2 separate regions of the Danio rerio genome follow, and region 2 is linked to region 1. The links are chromatin contacts, called in public HiCAR-type maps. All regions are on one chromosome and are shown on one strand. Each heading gives the region's core, a stretch centred on a gene start, on an enhancer-like site or on the middle of the called end of the contact. The rest is flanking DNA. Distances are from core to core; before and after follow the strand shown.

The links. HiCAR-type assays count read pairs that join an accessible place to other places.
Region 2: a HiCAR-type map of caudal fin shows a contact between it and region 1, with 15 times the contacts expected there. The contact joins the promoter of mtnr1aa here to the enhancer-like site in region 1. A contact is called at or near these places in 5 of 18 Hi-C or Micro-C datasets (caudal fin, embryo and an unstated tissue) and 1 of 4 datasets of contacts at active chromatin or transcription factors (caudal fin).

What each region holds. Positions count from the first base shown.
Region 1 is chr1:19,451,906-19,454,679 of GRCz12tu, forward strand. No RefSeq gene overlaps it. Among named protein-coding and RNA genes, the nearest start is that of cyp4v2a, 16 kb to the left of the region's middle. Within about 2 kb of position 1,361, at least 6 of the 62 cell types and tissues checked have an H3K27ac peak or open chromatin away from gene starts, as enhancers often do.
Region 2 is chr1:19,867,786-19,870,735 of GRCz12tu, forward strand. mtnr1aa (melatonin receptor 1A a) reads right to left here and starts at 1,661. Exons shown (of 2, transcript NM_131393.1): 1 at 1,249-1,661. The coding sequence starts at 1,432. The region is part of intron 6 of LOC137490653 (a long non-coding RNA gene); the gene reads left to right.

The sequences.
Region 1 (2,774 bases), core at 111-2,610:
CCAGCCACAACCCATCTCTGGGAAACATCCACACACATTCACACACCAGTGACCTTCTTGCTGTGAGGCGACAGCACTACCTACTGCGCCACTGCGTCGCCCTATATATATATTTTATTTGATCTAAATTTAAAAAATGCATTAGGCCTTTCACAAAAGCAAAGGTGGTTTGAATAGAAAACGGAAAATATTTTTGTTAAGCATTTATTTGGGTTGAAGGAAATTGCACAGGCAAAGATCTAAATGATTCTTAGAAAATAGACTGAATGTGGCTGAAAGCAACAGATCATACTATTTTATTTCTAACAAAGACAGCAAGAGGGCTGCGCTCTTCATGTGCCCCACTCTAATTATCTCTTCATTTTCAGTCTGAATTGCTTGTTCTGCTTTGTCAGGGATTGAGAGCCTGATACAACATGGGCCTAATATGGGATGCATCTGTTATTATATTTTCAATTGCTAAGCTAAATGACATCAGTTGATTATAATCATTACATGCTTTTCTGTGTTACCACAAAGAAAGCAATCATCTTATCATCTCTTCACCGGACACGAGGGCTATCTGAAAACGTGGACGTGTGTAAAAAAAACAAAAAACATTCAGAGCTATTTTTAGCCAAGCTTAATTGTTATAGAACCCAAGTCAAACTCTAATTGCTTTCTCCTCTCTTCAGACATCACCCAATCTAGTCTTTGTCCTTATTCGTTTTTTCTTCTGTGTAGGCTACTTCTCTTTCTACCCAGTCAGATCATGGTCCCTTGAGACACGTGCATGATATTATACACCCTCCATGCCAACTACCTCTAATGGCGCACCCATTATCCTATGTTAAGTGATTTATCTTGAAATATTGGTCATTGTATGTTTTGGTAGGTGAACATTATGACAAATTGTAGCCATAGGCCCTTTCTTATTATTCGCCTTCTCATTTAACAAATCCTTTTTGCTTTGCTCAGATGTGTTTGTTTGGTAGCTGTGAGCTCGGTGTCCCTCAGGGCTGCAGTTAATTAAAACTTTCTCTCTCTCTGCTGGTTTCTGTGTTCTCCATAATCTTCTCACATTATTTCGACACAAAGCCACAGTCGTTGTGCTGTTTCCCAAAACTTTTGCATATGACCAATATCTTCCACATTAGAATAGAAATTAAATATGATAAAAGTAAAAGTCTACTGTGGAAAGTGGCAAACAGTATTTTTAGCCATGCCTGAGGCTGCAGAAATTTGTGGTTATTTATTTATTTTTATTTAATTTTTTTTTAATAGCTGTGATTTGAACAGATAATGAGCAAAATGGTATAAAGGATGAGTGTTTTAATTGTTGACTGGCAGTTCGATGGATGTTAATAGATGCAGTGATGTGTTTTGAACACAGAGGGGTGGTGTTGTACCACTTTTAGTGTATTTGCTAATGAAAAGAGCGACGATCTCTTCAATTAAAGGCACCAGACACATGAATGCACATGCAAAGCATATGCACTGGACCCTCTGGCAAACCCCAGATTTCTACACTGCAAGGACTAATATTTTTATCAAGATTTATTGTCGTGGTACAAACATTATAAACAGACTTATCTTTGTCTGGACTGGTGTTTTCCCTTTTTTTTTGGACTAAAGTACACCCAAAGGCTCATACGTAAGGCTTAAGTAATCCTTTCTTGACACGAAACATGTTTCTCATTTTAATTTCTTTCATGGCTTATTTATTAAGTCCACACAAAAAGTTTGAGACTTAATAAAAGTTATCGTCTGTTCTCTGAATTTAGCGTTAAGAGATTCATGTTTTAAACAATAAAACAATTAATTTATTTATAAACGACTATACTGATAATGACTCTTCAAAACTTTAAATAAGGTGTAATTTAGAACATTTAATTAGCAGAAAATTCATTTATGTCAATTTAAAATATTGGGAAAATGTTATGTACTGTATGAGCGTGTGTTTAGCAATGTAAGTTTTGACCTTGAAGAGACATTTCTTTGGTCCCGGTGAGGAAAACGCTGCATAAATCACACAGAATTAAGTGTTTTGGAAATGTAAACATGTAATTTGTTTCATGTAAGGGTTTTTTTCAGGAGTAGGCTGTTAGAATGTACAGATTGTATAAAATAACAATAATTACATCTATGGGAAGTCCCCAAAAAACAACAGTACACGTGATCTAAACACTATTTAGTATTTGAAATAACATTTATATAAATTAAAGAAAGAAAGAACCCAGCAAGCATTTTTTGTTGTTTTTAAAAGAAGTCTAATATGTCTGGTAGATGTCTAAACATAGTCACCTAGGCTAAAACAAGGCTAAATTTGGGCTGTCAAACCTATACTAGTCATCAAATGAACAGAAAAAGAATGACTACACATATAAAGTCTGTCTAATCGATGAATTGTTTTTGGGCTAAAAGATGTCTATTAGATTTTCTCTCACAGCCCAAGTTTAGCCTTGTCTTAGCCATGCTGTGTACGTTTAGATGTCTATAATAAATACAGGATTTTGCTGTGAAAAAAACCATGAAAGCACATATGTGTGCCTGGATACATTTTCTGAACATGAAAGTACATGTGTAGAGAGTGTGTCCAGGTTTGTGTATGTCTTTGGTCAAGCACACATGTATTAGAAACTGGCTAGCTCAGGGCTCCGGATATTAGCGTGACGGTCTCCCTTTTGAAGTGTGGGCTTTGGTAATCTTACACCTAAATTGGCAGAAATGTGGGTCATGCCACCAATTTTATCCTAGTTATCACACTCATGGTGTTTCATATTCCCTAACCAAAA
Region 2 (2,950 bases), core at 411-2,910, 420 kb after region 1:
ACCTGACAAGTTCTAATTTAAACACATTATTAAATGCAAAGAAATGTTGTCTATCAACCTGTAAATATTAGATAAGAGTATCTTGAATTCAATTACTGGTCCTTAATAGCAAATGATCATTAATTTAATGTTGGCAAGAAATGTAATGTATAATCACTCGACTGATTTCTGTTCATTTCCTCAATGATTCAATAAAGATGTCTCTTGGATCACATTCTTTGGGGTTCTTTGTTTTTGACCACCTATGCCTCTGGCTTGTCACCAAAGAGAAACACTTAAAAAGTGCTAACAAATCATAAAAAAGCATTGCTAAAATTGCCAACTGTGGAAGCTGGTAGAACCAAATGGCATTTAAATGTAAAAATTTAAAATGATTCTTAATAGGTATGGTCTAAAGGGCACTTGGATTTGAAGTTTGAACGAAAAGTTTATTAGGAATGTTACTGAAATCCAATCTTGCTGTTTGCAATAGAACACCTATCCACTGTATGTTTACTACTTGTGTATATGTTATGTTTACTGAGATCACTCATCGCATTATAATATTTGAACTCATCTATCTTACTAAGATCTCAAAGTATTATCCTAAAGTTCCACTACTGATTAATTTAAAATCATTTTAAAAAAAAATTGAAATTATATGACTGAACTGGGAACTGATAAGAGTTCAAGCATCTTTGGAGTTATCTTATATTTGATGGACTCGACCAAACATGCATTGGCGTCCACACATAACAGTCATACAAATCTTTACAAGGTATGTTTACAGGTTATTTATTGATTAAATATTAAGCACGTGGAGTTTATTACTTCATAATAGAATGGCACTGGAATGTGCAGTGTGGAATTACAAAAGCAACGTATCATTTGATAAGATATTGCTGCGAGTGCTGTCAGGTGAGCTATCCATGTTCAATCTGCTGGCACTTTTGCAAACAGCCGTGCGCAAAAAACACGGACACGTTTGTAGTATGTAATATAAAGTGCCATTTTGTTACGTTTGGATTAAAATCTGTATTTTAAATAGAGAAAACACACGGTGTAGAAATGTCGACGCGATTTCATGTAAACACGAAACGTGCGCGCTTGAGACTGAAGCGCGCTCTGCCACATAAATCCTGCCTGTCAGTGTGGTCTACTCTTCAGTCTCCATGTTACAAAACATCACCCTAAAACAGTTCGTGTTAAAATAAACATCAAGTCGAACGCAAATGCACCTGTGCCAGGCAGATCGCGCGCGCGACTCACCTGCGTTCCGAAGTTTCTTGTTTCTGTAGACGGAGAAAATCACCAGCAGGTTTCCCAAAATATCCACCACTATAGTGAATATGAGGAAACACCCGAGAGTAGTAGTGACCCAGGGCGGCCGCTGAAGTGCTTGCTCGCTAGGGTCCAGTGCAGAGCTGTTCAGAGAACTCCCATTCATAAACATTGTATATCTTCATGAAACTTTTTCTCAATCAACGAAATAAACCGTGCAGTTTAGGTGGCGCGCGTTCCTCCGGTGGGATCTCATCTCTTCGTGAGGTTTGGGTAAGTTGTGCGACCCGGACAACTTTCCTCGGTTCTCTCGTCCGGGCTTTCGTGTGTCGGGGTCTGCACTTTTATGGCTATGCGTGCACCCATCACAGTGTTGGTACATGACATCCACGGGCAACTTCAAAGCTCCTGTGAACATGTGATTAACTGAAGTGTTGTGTGTGTTGCCCCCCAGCGGTCGTCTTCGATAACGTTGCTTTCATTCAACCCGTTCCAGCTGTGAGAGCTTCTGTCGTCCCCTCATTCATTATTATTTATCCGCGCTAAGAGAATTTTTATTCACTTTTTTGTCTTTCCATTCAGGGAAATGTAAAGCACGTGCTGGTACGTGTAGAATAGATGGAGGCAACTGCAACTGTCATATTAATATGAATATAAAAAGATTAATTGGTATTGTGTTAAAATCGTTATTGATCATTGATTTATTATTATTATATTCTTATTTATTGTCATTTTTATTAGTCATTAAATGTGACTCTGGAGCTCAAAATTAGTTTTATGTTACAAAAGTATTTTGAGCAAGAGCCAAAAATACATTGTATGGGTCAAAAATATAGATTTTTCTTTCATGCCAAAATCATTAGACTACTATTTTAGGTAAAGATCATGCTCCATGAGGATATTTTGTGAATTTCCTACTGTAAATATACTACTGGTCAAAAGTTTAAAAAGTTTTTATGTTTTTTTAAATATCTATTTATATCTTATTATAAGTAGTTTTAAATTGAATTATTAGTCCAGTCATTATTGCTTTTATTATTATTATCATTAATAATAATTATTATTATTTTAATAATAATATTAATAATAATAATGATAATAGGAAATATTAGAGTGATTTCTAAAGGATCATGTGACTGAAGACTGGAGTAATGAAGCTGAAAATTCATCATTAAAAATCACTGAAGTAAATTATTAAATTACATTATAAACTATGTTTTGAACAGTTCTTTTTTTAGTGCAATAACATTTCACAATGTTTCTATTTGTTCTGTATTTTTTATTAAATAAATGCAGCCTTGGTGAGCAGGAGAAGCTTATTTTAAAACATTTAAAAATCCTGCTGACCTTAAATTTTTGACCGGTTGTGTTTATCAAAACACTCATATTACTAATCATTATGATTAGTAATATGCGTTACTAATAACATCAATTTAATTTTTTTTGAACCCTCAGATTATCATTCATTCATTCATTCATTTATTTTCTCTTCGGCTTAGTTTCTTTATTAATCTGGGATGGGATCATCACAGCGGAATGAACCGCCAACTTATCCAGCATATGTTTTACGCAGTGGATGCCCTTCCAGCTGCAACCCATCACTGGGAAACATCAATACGCACTTATTCACACTCATACACTACGGACAATTTAGCTTACCCAATTCATCTATCATGTCTTTGGACTGTGG